Linked DNA regions of Rattus norvegicus: region 1 is linked to region 2. A link is a contact called in public Hi-C data. All regions are on one chromosome and are shown on one strand. The core of a region is the stretch at or near the end of the contact, and the rest is flanking DNA. Distances in the headings are between cores, read along the strand shown.

Region 1 (6,962 bases), core at 2,287-4,786, 57 kb before region 2:
ACAGGACTTCAGGTTGGGTCCCACTATGAGGGCACAGTAAGAAGGCAGGTGGACAGTCACTCAAACCTGTGGGTTATTAGTCTGAATTCTCAGACTAAGCTGGGCTTCCTCACCTGCACTTCTCACTGCAGCCTGGTTCTACTTCCCCAAGTCTAACTGTCACTGTACAGGATGTCTGGCTGCCAGCTCTGGTCATCTAGAAAATCCCCGCTGACACACAGTGACCTGCTGAGACCCGGGACCATGTACAAGTAGAACCTGGCATCAGACAGAGGGAGAAACCACTGTCTGCTCTGCCTGAGTTAAACCGGAACACCAAGGAATAACAAGACTGCATGCTGACAGAAACACAAGAAGCTGCTCTGGGCCCAGTGTCCGAAAGGCAGAGCCAGGGCTGTTCTCTAAGGGCGGGGAGACCAGCACAGGCTCATTGGATAGTGTGGAGTCAAGCTTTGCCTCCAGAGTATGAGAACTGATGAACTGGTCAGCAAGGGTTCAAGTCAGTCTATTAACAGTCCTTCTTGCCTTTGGGACCTATTCTCTGACTTGTAAATCCTTGTTGTTTTCCCACCCCAGGATCCACATTCTGGCCCCAGAGTTTTCCCAAAGACCAGTATAGTATGTGTCAGGGAGGTCAGAGGGCATGAGGCTCAGTACCACTGGAGGATCCACTTGGAGAATGGCTGGAGGTGACCTTCCAGAGGGCCACCACCCTGTTCACCTCTTCATCCAGATCAGGTTGGATATACAAGTGGAAGACCCATGCTTACAGCTACTGTACCACCTTGTAGGAGCCCAGCACCCTGAAGGATACGGCACTCAAGTGGCTCCCCCTTTTCTGACAATTAAGGAGCAGATGCTGACAGGTAATATGCTGGCCAAGGCCATAGTGGGGGCTCCCAGTGCCAACTAAGACAAGACTGAGACCCAGCCGGCCATACCACAGCTTCCAGTCTTTCCTACAAACCTGGCAGTAACATTTCCAGGCAGCAGGTGGTGGGCAGTATCCCACACCCGCCAGGAGCTTCTCCTTACCTGCGTTCAAAGGGCTAAGCAACAACACATGCTCTCAACAACTCCGGGGCCAGTTACTATGACGCAAGAAAGTGACCGAATGCAAGGTCCTTTCTAGATAGGAGCCACCCTCAAGATGGAGCTGTCACTCTGAGAGAACATGTCTGCGCGTCCCTAAGGGAGACTCAAACAGTACCAGTCTCACACAGGGCACTTCCAGCTTTCCCTAGGATGTGGAGCGACACAGAGAGATGGGGCAGTCATTCTTTCACTCACTACGCCTGAGAGCCTACTCTTAGACAAGCTGTCAGGGCCGGGAGAGCTACCGACACCATAACTCACTATGTGGAGATGGATGAGGGCCAGACAGAGGCATCTAGGGCCCTCTCAGCCTCTGTGAGACTGGGACACTCAGCAGACACCGTGCGCCAGAGTCATCGCCTCCTTTCCTCCAGATAACCCTGGCAGTCGCCCAGGCCTGTGCCCCAAGTGCTGTTTCAGGCCAGATGTATGGGCACGGCTTCCCAGAGCTCCATGTTCTTTCCCACTGAGCAAAGAGATCAGGGAGGTTCACTGTGCACACCATGACCACACCAGTGACTGTTTTCTAAAGAGTATCTGTGTTTCAGGGAGAGGCTCTGGTAGGGCGTGTGTTTTCCTAAGAGCCAGAGGTCGGTTTCTCATGTTAAGAAGGTCAACCACTTAATATTTTCACCTGTGACTAGGAGTGGAAAATCCAAGCCGGGCCAGAATGCTTAAAGAACATTTTGACAGTTCCGCATTCCTCTTCCTGCTGGGCAGACCCAGAACACAGCTCTTCCTGTCTACCACCTACTAGCAGAAGTCTTCACTCTGCCCAGTCGGAAGGATTTTCAGGGATGTCTTTCTGCCTTTCTTCTCTCTCTATGCCCCTCCATGGTCATGTCACCAGACACTGCCACCAAGGTGAGGAGGCAGGGAAGTCAACCATGAGGCTGTGGAGTGTTACAGCGGTGGACTGTGTGGACGATGCTGGTCACTGTGGGGTGCAGGGTTCTGAAGATGGTGTTGGTGGTGGACAGGACCCATGAACAGTGTCAGTCAGGAGGATGGTAATGCGGACCATGTGACTGGTTATGGAGGCAGTGTTCAAGATGGCAGGGATGCCAATATGGCCGCTGAGGGCAGCGGTGCTTATGGCAGAGGGAAGTGTGCCAGAGGAGGCACTGATCGTGGACGAGGTGGTACTAATGACAGAATGGTTGGGAGAGCTAATGGTAACTGGTGTTGGACATGGCAGAGGGTGTGTAAGAACATGGGTTTTAACTATAGACCACGTTGGCTCAGGCATCTCTAAGTGGATTTGGGTAATTCAGGAGACGGCAAGGCTGGTGCAAAGTGGTCGCTTCACCACAGCTCATCCCTTTGTCTGTGCACAGGTGACTGGCTCAGGGTCAGACTCTGAGAACATGGAGACTGGCGCTTTGTCACCACTGAGACCTCTCCTGCACCCGTGTCTGGGGATGGGGAGAGGAATTACCCTTGGGAGCCCTGTTTAGAGGGTCTGATCTCAGTGGACAACCTCCGGACTAAGATGGGGGGAGGGTCTGGGGCGGGGAGGTGTAAACCCCTCTACACTGCCCCTAGCTGCCAGCCCTGCCCAGCGCAGGTCAACTGCAAGGAATTCATGCCAGAACTCCTTCTGGCCCAGCGCTTGGGTGTTAACTGTGGGTGAGGCTGGAATGGCTTAGAGAGAGCTGAGACCATCACAAGCCAGATGCCCCACTGGGGAAACTGTGGCCAGAGGCTATGTGCCCACTGCCATATAGTTTTCTGTGAAGGAACACAGAGGTTCCCCGCTAGGCACTGCGGTGCCCGTAGCTCTGAGGAAGCCTGTCGAACTCTGCCAACGTCCCAAACAGGTCGGGCCATGAGCAGCAGGGGCGCGCCGCGTTCCGCTGGCCTGGCTGTCGCCTAGGTGCCCTGGCGGCTGCTCGCCCCGCCCTGCCCACGCCTCTCCCGCCAGCCGCTGTCCGGCCTTGGCCGCGGGAGAGAGGAAGCGCTGTCCTCATTCCACCTCTGCCTGCCGCGGTGCCAAGTTGCTGGCGGCGGAGGCAGCGCGAGTTGGGGTGGAGGGCAGCGGCGCCCTCCCCGGAGCCCCCTCGAGCTCGGGGTTACTCACGTAGAGTCCTGAGTGCTCGGCGCCGAAGAACGGGAAGGGCACCGAGAGGGGCTGCAGCCCTGAGCCGCCGTCGTCCTGCTTCGGGGTGACGGCGTCGCCACGCTTCGTGCCGAACGGGTAGAAGTCGGCGAGGGCCACCGCAGCGCGCACCCCGCGCGCCCCGAGCCCCAGGGCTGCGGCCAGCAGCAGCGCCCAGGCGGCGCCACGGCGCATCGCCAAGATCAGAGGGCGGGCCACGGGGCTCGGGCAGGTGGCTATAGTCACCGCACGGCCGACTGGCCGCACCGTCCTCTCCCGCTAGCTCGGGTCACACTCCGGGGACCCGCTCAGCTCAGGAAGGTGCGAGGCAGGACCGCAGACCGCCAGCCTAACGCGGGGACCCGGGTTTAAATAGCCTGCCCAGGCGGCCACCCGGGAAGGGCGGGGAGAGGCGGGATCATGCAAATAGTGGCATTTTTAACTTGCTGGTCCTCTGGGTGGGAGGGGGCCAGAGCGCAGCTCCCAGGCCCTCCTGTCTCCAGGCTCATTAAAGTCGAACTAGTACTGGGGTGGCTCCACCTCCAGACCGGAGGCCCTCTTGCTCCCTTGCGTTTGGGCTATCTTGAGGTGAGGACTTACATTCTCCTGTCACCAGCTTAGGGCCTGCCCACAGGAGGGGCTTGGGCTAACCCAGCAGTTCCGAAGCTGACTTGTTGCCCTAAGGCCTGATTTTGAACAGGCTTCCTGTGCGTCCTCTGGGGTCCCAGTCAGGCCAGAGCATCTGGCTTTTCCTTATTGAATGTCAGTCTGGGCCACTTCACCCCGCAACATTTAAATGAACCTTGTGTGGCCACACCCCAGCCCTAGCCTAGGGCATTAACTTTCAGTACCAGCTGAAGCCTGTCCCAGGGTCTGTTCCTTATCTGGTTTCACTGAGGATGAACCTTGGGTCTGGGAGACTCGAAGACTTGCACAGCTTTCTCTCCTGTAACAGCTTTTCCTGAAGGGATTAGTCTTGTATCACAATGTTAGGGAAACCGGGTAGGCTGGTCACCCAGGCCCCGTGGGCAAGTCAGTGGCTGTGGCTCCTTAACCTTCCTTACTCTTCTGGAGAATTGCTTTGTAAATAGCTGTCCTGCCTCAGGGGTGCAATCTGGTCTCTTTCTGTGACCCCCTGGGGACTCCTGGAGCTTCAGTTTCCACCATGTTGTCTGATCCCAGATGCTACTGTTGGGTGACATGTGACTTGTAAGCCAAATCTGGGGTCCCCAAAGACAAAATGCTACCTCTCAAGAAGCAAGCAAGAAAAAACAAACAAACAAACAAATCAACCAACCAACCAACCAACCAAACAAACAAACAAAAAACCCAAACTGTCACTGAGATTCTGGTTTGTACTGGCTTTGCGGGGTTTTTTTTCTATATGTCCTGAAATCTCTCTAAGAAGCATGGGCTGTGTTTCAGTTACAGCAAGGGACATTGCATATTATTTTTAAAGTATAGCAGAGAGTTCTCCTTGTGTCAGCCAGGAGTTCCTAGCTCACACAGATCATGTTCTCAGCAGACTCACCACTGTGAGACTCCTAACACCCTTGCCTCAGCTCTGGGCCAGGCACCAGATTTAAGGAGGCGGCCCCTGACCACCATTTTGGTTTGCACTGACCACTTCTACCCTATATCTGGCGCATGGCTTGCCTTCCTCTGGCCCACCCCTCCAGCTTTGTGTAGTGATTCTGTTTGGCAGAGGGGTAAGCCAAGGCTGGAGATGTGAAATGTTCTGCTGTATAGATCAGCCCTTGGTACTAGGTGTGGTGGTGACTTTAGTCCCAGCACTTGGGAGGTGGGTGGATCTCTGAGTTCGAGCCCGGAGTGAGTTCCAGGGCAGTCAGGGCTACAAGGAGAAACCCTGTCTAGCAAAAACAAAACAAAAACAGATTAGCCCTCAGGCCAGGCTTCTGGATTTAAGAGTACTCTGTGGTAAATTCCCTCATCTCATTGACTAGACCATACCAGGGTTTAGACCAGACCTCACAAGGCATCCTCCCGCACAGCCTCTAGCACAGAGTTACCAGCAGGCCTAGCCACCATGCTGGGGATCTAGGAGCCTCTCGCTTCCTGGTGTTGGGCATAGGGCCTCCTTGGAAGCTCTCTCCAACTACACACCCTTGCTTTACCCAGAGTGTCCAGCCATGGGTCCCGTCTCAGCACTGACAACCTTCTGCTGGAACGCATGCCTCAGGGGTCCTGGTAAAAGGTTTAAGTCTGCTTGGGGACTACTGGGTTGCCACAGCACTCAGCGCACTGTCAAGTACACAGCGGTGCTCAATAGAGTCGTTGATTGAAAATTGTCCCTCCAGGTATGGTGAAATAGTGGTGAGACGTGGGCTCCTGTCTGCTTTCCACTGGAATCTACTGATCAGCTGCGGGCTGCCAGGACAGAGGCCTATCTCAGAGCTGGGCTTGTGCGCGGGTCCAGCTGCAGGCTGGATCCTCGGATCTCCATCAAGGGTCAGTGGTATGGTGCTTACAGCATCCCCAACTGGGTGCCCTGTGCAGATTTTTAGCAAGGCCTGGGACACAAGGTTGGGGGTGTGGTGGTGGGACTAACAGATCTCACTGTTGTTGCTGGGCGTCACATTACACACACACACACACACACACACACACACACACACACACACACACACACGAGACCCACAGGCAAAGAGAGAGAGAGAGAAAAAAAATCTTTTTTTCAGGTGCTAAAAATATGATCAGGAAATACTTTTCAGCAACGTGCTGTTTTAGGTCCCCCCCTGGACTCAAGGGCGCCTTTGTCTCTACCACAGAAAATCCACATTTATCACAACAGAAATCGTTTTATCAAGCAGGCTCATGTTCTGCGGCAGGAAACTTGAGCTCCCCAAGAGGCCTATGACACTTTAATTTAGGGCCTGACTGTGTGTGCCTGTTTACATGGGGGAGCCCTGGAGCCACCCACCAGATGTTCAGGCCTTAGGAGTCCGTGAAGGTCAGGATGGGGAATACTATTCCTGTTCCTCCCGGTAGGGGAATTAGGCTAGTACGCTGGTCCCACACAGAGGCCTGAGGGCTGCAACCTACATATCTTTGCTCCTTCCCTTTGGAGGTAGCTAGAGTAACGCATGCTCCCCTACAACAACTTTTTCCTTCATGCAGCACACACAAGCCCTTCCCTCCTATCAGTCCCACCAGTGACACTACTATTCCAGGATGGGTTGGGAGAGGCCTCAGGGCCCTGGGGAAGGTGAGTCCCAACTCCTGAGGAGGAGCACGTGTCCCACCTTGACCGAGAGGGGAGGGGTGCCATACCTGCACACATCCTGTGCACAGGAGGCCAACCTCAGCACCCAGGAGGTGACCACTGCTACTGACAATTAGCTGGAGCTCAGCATATGCGCCCCCAAATGGCTACAATTTGTTTTGTTTCAAGCTAATAGGAACTGAATGCAGGTGGGGCTCAGGAAGAACTTTCCCGCCCACTCGAGTGGATAGTGACGCAGGAATTGGTCTGTGGAAAACTGAATCCACTTGAGGTTCGTGGTGGCTGGGAACACATGCACATGTGGACTTGGGACTCAGGTGTCCTGGGGGCTGTCTATTTCCTGTTTCCTGAACACTGGGACAGCTGACCCAGGATGGGCATGGAGTCCTGAGAAACCACAACGGATAAAGTCACACTGCTAGGATTTTTTTTTTAAAGGTATTGGGGAAAACCTGATAACATCACACCAAGTAAAACACTTGGGAGACAGTATTCAGAGTAGCATGCCTGCTACAACAATCCTAA
Region 2 (6,747 bases), core at 635-3,134:
CGGGATAGTGCCCTCTCCTGTGTGCGGCACTCCTGTGTTGCAAGATCAGACCCAATAAAAACCTCCTTTTGAATGGCTTGTTTGTCCATTTGTGATCTTTATCATGAGTGAGGCAGCCTGGGCTGGTTGTATGAATTGGAGACAAGATCCCGAGTTTCCAAGTCTTAGCAAAAGTAGCAGCAGTTGCTTTAAAGGGTCCCAAGGTGTTGTGGGGAGCTAAGAACCCTGACATCTGAAGCTATGAGCATATATATATGAGAGCAGCTGAGAGCAGAAACTGAGAAGTTAAGAAAAGCTGAAACTCAGTGAGAGCCAAAGGCAGAGTCTAGACTATAGGGACTGCAAGCCCCAGAAGATTTTGGGAAAGTTACTGATGGTTTCAGAGGCAAGAGTCTCGGTGCCTAGAACTGAGGATACTGACAAGTTCTCTGAGCCCAGAGCACTAGAACTCTGCCTCAAGCACCTCAAGCCATACGCTTCTGGCTTTAAAAGCTCAGAGCCATATAAGTCTCTCGATCTCAAGGCTTAGTGGTATAGGCCCCTGGCTTTGGAAATTCAGGTTGTACATCTAAAACTCAAGGTCACCTACACCTCGGGAGTGCCTTCTTTCCCACTGATGATTCCCACCCAGACACGGTCTTTAGGGTCTCAGATTCTCTGAAGGATTTTGTTGGGTGAGGCACATATTTTGGGGAAGGAATGAGCCTGAGATAAAGACCTCGTCAGGTCTATGTCAGCAGGGAACTTCTAGGTATAGGATTACGAGTTGAGGATTAAGAATAGCATGTGCTGTTCTGTGCATGAAGGATGTTAGAATTTGAAGGCAGTGGTTTAATGACCTGTAACTAATGCCAGGGTTCCCCACTCCCAAAGATTTCCAGGACAGTAGCCATGGTTCTCTTCCACAGTGGGACTCCCCAAATCCCTTTCCCACCGAGTCCCTTCAGGTGATGCTCAGAAGCCTCCTGACTCCCAGCTCACGGAAGACCTTTTCTAGTCTGCAGCTCTACTGGTCCTGACTCCCAGGCCTGGGCTGGTGGGGAGGCCCTGCTTCTCCAGGCACCCCACTATTCTTACCCATTCCTCCCCACTGTAGCTAGGCCTTTTCCCACTCTGAATTCTGAATGTCTCTGTGGAGATAAGCCATGGCGTTCACCTAGTTATCCTAAATGTATCAATTCCTCTCTTAAGCTGGCTAGACTGGAGTCACTCCAATATCCAGATTCTGCAAGGCTCTGGACAGGGCCTACCCTGGTCCCTGGGAGCCCTGCAAATGTCAGATGCTGCAAGTGAGTGAGCCCAGAGCCTGGTTAACCTACCCCTTCAGGCTGGGGAAAGACTTAACCTTCTCCAAGGCTTTGCATTTAACTCCCCTAGGTGGTCTTGGTAAGGTGCCCTCACTTCTCTTTCCTCCAGAGGACCTCCCACTTGCTCTGAGTGGGTGGTAAACAGCCTTCCTTGGGTGCAGCGGCTCCACTGGTGAGGAGCATGGCTCTCCTTTTTGCTTCCTCCCTGGCCAGGCAACTCTGGGTGCTCAGACCACCAAGGCCGCTGCTGCCCTTTTAAGAGTTAGAGCGGGAAGGACCCAGCCATTGCTACCCGAGCCTCCTGTTTTGCACAGGGGGAAACTAAGGCCTAGTCCGGTAGCGAACAGAACCCTAGGTCCCCCAGATTAAAAGACATGATGCTGGCTCCATTCAGAGGTTCCCTCCAGGCCGGAAGGACCCTGCCTCCCCTCCCTCCTCTCCCCGGAGCATCAGCGGCGCCACCCGCTAACGGGAAAGCAGCGGCGCAGCACAAACTTGACTCATTCCTAACGTTTACAGAGGGTCACTTATTAGCCGGGACGTCCCGAGAGGCTCTGGGGGCGTAATAGGTTCCAGCTGTGGCCCGGTGCCTGCGATGGGTCGACGCCCAGCCAGAGCAGGAGGGGTGCGGAGGGGGAGCGGGAGGGGCGCGTCCCTGGCAGCCAGCCCTCCCCTCCCGCCTCCAGTCCCCTGCGCACGGGAGGATTGCAAGCGAGGGCTGCCCCGCCTCCACGCAAATGGCGCGGGGGAGGGGCGCGGGGCTCTGCTACAACGTGCAAGGAGGTCTGTGCTGACCCGGGCTTGGATCCCCTGGGATCCCGGAACCCAGGACCGCCTCCTTCCCCATAACCAAGTCAGGTCGTGGTGGGGAGTGGGGCTAGGGGGGTTTTCAGCGTCTGCCTCGCAGGCTCTGTCCATTGCCCACCAATGGCTTCCCCGGCCTGGGTGGATCACCATCTCTAGGGCCAGGGTCTTAACTATTTAGCCTGGGGAAAGTTGTAGCTCGGCAGTGGGACAGCCTCAGGGAGGGGGCTCAGATTGTGGGAAGGATACCAAGGCTGGGCAAAAGGGATCTCAATAGTCACTTTCCTAAAAGACCATATTCGTTACTTCCTACTGCACCCCCCCACCCCCCACCCCCGTGTGTGTTTTGGTCAGCCCGACCCATGCCAAACACCCTAGGGAGGCCAATGCCCCTGTCAGTAGCCTATGCATCTAGATCTTGCTCCAAATGGGTGTGTTGGAGGCTCAGTGGGGACAAACACCACTGCCTCTCACTTGGCTGTGGTCCTGTTGAGGGAGTCCTACCTAGGGGGACAGGCCTCTTTACCTCACCTTCTGTGTCAGAGCAGGACTCCTTTCTAAGAGAACTGAGGAGGGGCCCATGGTGCCTTCAACACACAGTGCACATAGATATGTCATGCCATTGTCTGTGAAGTTAACTGGCTGCTCTATGTTCCTGTGGCCTAGGCACCTCACGCTGCACTTTTGCCCTTGCCCGGAGACGGACTTGAGCAGGGAGTTCTGAGGGTGGGGTATGTATCCTCCCCCATTGTGGATCTTGACTCAAACATTCAGGGGAGCAGCGGTTGTTGCCCATGGAGAAACTCAGCCCAGGGAAAAGGCTCCAGCCCTCAGAGTGTCTGTATCCAGGAAAAGAGCACACCACAAGAATGGGCTCCGGTTTAGGGTCCCATCCTATCCCCAACCCTGCTCCACAGGCATGACCCTTCTATGTGTGTTCCTTCAAGATCTGGGGCGGGGATCACCCTGAAGGGAAATCCAGGCAACACTCAAGCACAACCACTAGTCAGGAAGGGCAGGGACCAATGGGAGCCCAGGCTCTGAGGTGCAAGACCTCTCCCAGTTCTCAGAGCTGCTGTCTAGGTTGGGTGGGAGGAAGTGTCAAGTGTCCCCACCACAAGGGGCTTCTTGAAGGGGTTGGCCTGTGTGAAAGGTGGGGTTATGGGGAGGGGGTGGAGATGCAGGGGTGGGGTGTCCTTTCATTGCTGCTTCAAACAGTGGGGACAGAATAGACCACTCAGATCTTCCCCCTCTTGGCTTAAAAGTCAGAGCCCAACTGGGCCTGGCAGGTACCAAAAGTGGTCCCCAGAGGGTGAGCCCAGCACTCTCCTTCCAGGTTGCGGGTAGAGGAGAAAACAAAACAAATAAAATCCATTGAACTCTGTAGGGATACAATTGAGGTGGTGAGGGCTGGTTCCTGTTTTCCCAGCCAAACTAAACAGGAACCACGTGAGTGTGAAGTCCCAGCTGCTCCCCTCTCCCTGGAGTTAGTCCTTGGTGGACTTCCTGGGGTCCTCTTACAGAACCAGCAGCAGGCCCCTCCCCTAAAGCCCTGCAGGGTCTTCCTGTAGCAGGCATGGTAGGACACAGAGATAATGAAGGCCAGTATGCAGACATGGAAAACGCATGAGCTAATTCACCATCTCTTGTTCATGAGTATGACCACAGACAGGTGGACAGTCTAGGTCCTGGTCCCCAGGGGAGAGCAGAATGAGTTTAAAAAGGAGCCTGGCCCTTCTGGTAGAGAGAAAGGCAGGACTTCACCCTACCTTCCAAATAAAGAACTCAGCAGCAAGCAATCAGGACAGGACTGCCAAACCTCTGTTTAAAATCTCTGAGGGATGGGCTGGGGATTTAGCTCAGTGGTAGAGCGCTTACCTAGGAAGCGCAAGGCCCTGGGTTCGGTCCCCAGCTCCGAAAAAAAAGAACCAAAAAAAAAAAATCTCTGAGGGAGAGGGATTCCATCAGACAAGCACAGTATAACTTGGGTACTATCTCCGGGCGGGACTGGACTTGGTGGCTGATGTGGGGTAGAGAACCGTCCCACAACTCAGTTCAGGCCTGCTGCTAATGCTGCGTGCTGAGCTCCAACAGTGCCCTCGTGTGGCCATTTCCAGTACTGCAGGAGGGCTGCCAGTCCTGCCCAAGTTCTGGAGCTGAGGTTGGGCTCAGGGTCTCCAACGTTACTGACAGTAAGAGAACTTGTGACAGTGTGTGAGCTGAGGCAGGGTAGGTGGGTTGAAGTGCCTTAGCACTATCCACGATCCAGGAGCAGATGTTTTAAGATATCTTGACTTAGAAACTGCCCTTCTTCCCCTGTGTGAGACTATTTGGGACTGAGACTCAACCCTGAGCTCCCAAACACGTATGGGGCTAGTTCCTGGATATCCAAATCTCTAGACAGTCCCCTGACTGGCATGCACCTGGTTGGATGCCCATGGATTCTCCTGTACTCCTTCAGTGAACTAGTCTGGCCAAGAGCAGGCCCAGCTGGAGGCTCAGAGCACTTTGGCCTCCTGCAAAAGAGAGGGTTTGGTCAGGAAGTCTGATGAGCTCTCTACCCAGTAATGTCTACTCCTGTGTTTGATGGGCTGCCTTTATAGCTTCCTTGATTGATATCCCTCAATGCCTACTGTGTCTGCCAAGCTGGGGCATGGGGCATGCCCTTAGAGTGGAAGCTTGCAAAGTCATGAGGGGGCTGGATGTTGAAGCAGGGGGTGAAGATGAAGGGGACGACTTACCGGTCCACCCCTAGCACAATGCTTGGCACACAAACAGGCTCAGACAGGTTCCCAGCACAAGTAATTGAAAGGCTTATTGGAACCGCCAGAGGTATGAATCACTAGCTACAACATGACTCACAGCAGGGACTGCTCAGCAGGGTGAGGATGCCGTCTGTCCTGTCTGCTCCTATGTCCTGACACCTACACAGGTTTCCTGGGGAAGGTGGCCAGTCTGCAAGGCAGGGCAAGCAAAGGCCCTGGATAAAGAACATGGGTGAGGAGGAAGCAGAGAGAGGGGTGGCTTGACAGGAGAGAAAACTGGAGCACCATTGCCAAGGCTTGGTGGCCTATCCAGTCAGTGCAGTGGCACCGGTGTCTGGACATGTGGCTCTGGGGACAGAGATAGTCAGCGTGCCCTTCCCTACGGCGTGTGATTAGCATTGAACCCAGGCCACACTTGGACCACCTCCTGCACTCCTGGGATCTCATACCCTTGGTCTGAGGAGTGAGGTGTGACTTTGAAGGTGGAGTGATAGGGGGGGTCCTACGCGAGCTCCAGGATACAAAGGTTGGGTGAGAGCTCTGGATCTTTCTGCCCACCGCCAAGACATCTGGTGATCTATACTTAAGTCCCTGGGGATTTAATCAGTAGTACTTACCTAGGAGGCACCCATGAAAGCCCTAATGAGGAGCTTGGTGTAGATACAGGGCTGAGACAGGCATGTACCTCAATGGGGTGCCCTGCCCCATACCAGCCATATTTCTCTGTAGATGCCTTGATCCACAAAGTAGATGTTTAAGTCACTGAAGCGGTGCCTGAATGTTGAGGGCTGTTTTGGCAGGTTACTGAGCTTGAGGAGACCTCAGATTTAATTGGCCAGTCAGAGGGCAGAGGGCAGAGGGTAGTCTATGATGGCATCTGAAGAGCTTCATCCCCATCCCATGAGGCTGAGTCCTAGCACTACCCCTGGGATGCTGACGTTAGAACAGGTGGATTGAGAGGGTTAAAGACTTGCCTGTCACCAGCAGCTGAGCAAGTGAAAACAGTTCTTACCGCTGAAGTCTTGCTTTAAACACAGAAGAAAGCAGGAAAATAAGGTGGCGATTCCTTAAAAGATTCGTGTAGAATTGAAGCTAGATCCCACAGTCCTTCCAGAACTGACTCCACAAAAATGACACCAGAGACCCAGACGGATGGACCTGCACCCTGCTGATGGTGGTAGCATTGCTCACACTGGGGAAGCAGCTTAGTGGTCCACGCAGGGAAACAGCGAGCAGTGAACAGCGCATGGCCCACCCACAGGAGGGACTGCCACTCAGCCGTGCTGCACCATGGGAGGACCTTTGGGACACTGTGCTAAGTGAAATAAGCTGACAGATTCAGTTCAATTCACAGAAGGCCCCTAGAACGGTCAGGTGCACAGAGACAGCAAACAGGCCAGTGGCTGCCATGGCCTGGGGGAGTTGGTGTGTAATGGGGATGGAGGTTTAGGAAGATGAAAGGGCTCTGTGGCCGGATGCTGTTAATGTTTGAGAATAGTGCAAATGCTATTACTGAACTGCACACTTTAGGATAGGCGAGAGGGTGATTTTTGTGTTATTTATATATTTTTGCGTAATTTTTTATTACAGCTTGAAAATTGAAGGAGGCTGAAAGTCAGCGCACACGTCTCAAATCAGATTGGCAACGCCACAGATTAAAAACGAAGGAGAAATAAATACGTGGGTTGGTTAAATATAAGAACATAAAATTGAATGTGCCGGCTGTGTTTTGTCCACTTGACAGAAACCTAGACATATCTGAGGAGGGGAGATCTTAACTGAGAAAATGCCTTTGTACGATTGGCCCTATGCCGATGATTGACACGGGAGGGCCCCGTGCGTCGGCGACACCCCTGGATTGGTGGTCCTAC

The links. Hi-C and Micro-C count contacts between places; a contact is called where the count stands out from the background.
Region 1: a Hi-C map of mammary epithelial cells shows a contact between it and region 2, with 2.3 times the contacts expected there. The contact joins the promoter of Sned1 here to the enhancer-like site in region 2. A contact is called at or near these places in 2 of 12 Hi-C or Micro-C datasets (liver and mammary epithelial cells).

The regions. Positions count from the first base shown.
Region 1 is chr9:101,218,104-101,225,065 of GRCr8, reverse strand. It overlaps Sned1 (sushi, nidogen and EGF-like domains 1), which reads right to left and starts at 3,536. Exons shown (of 31, transcript NM_001413841.1): 1 at 3,176-3,536. The coding sequence starts at 3,388.
Region 2 is chr9:101,159,283-101,166,029 of GRCr8, reverse strand. All of the region lies in intron 2 of Crocc2 (ciliary rootlet coiled-coil, rootletin family member 2), which reads right to left. Among named protein-coding and RNA genes, the nearest start is that of Crocc2, 6.8 kb to the right of the region's middle. Within about 2 kb of position 1,884, at least 21 of the 93 cell types and tissues checked have an H3K27ac peak or open chromatin away from gene starts, as enhancers often do.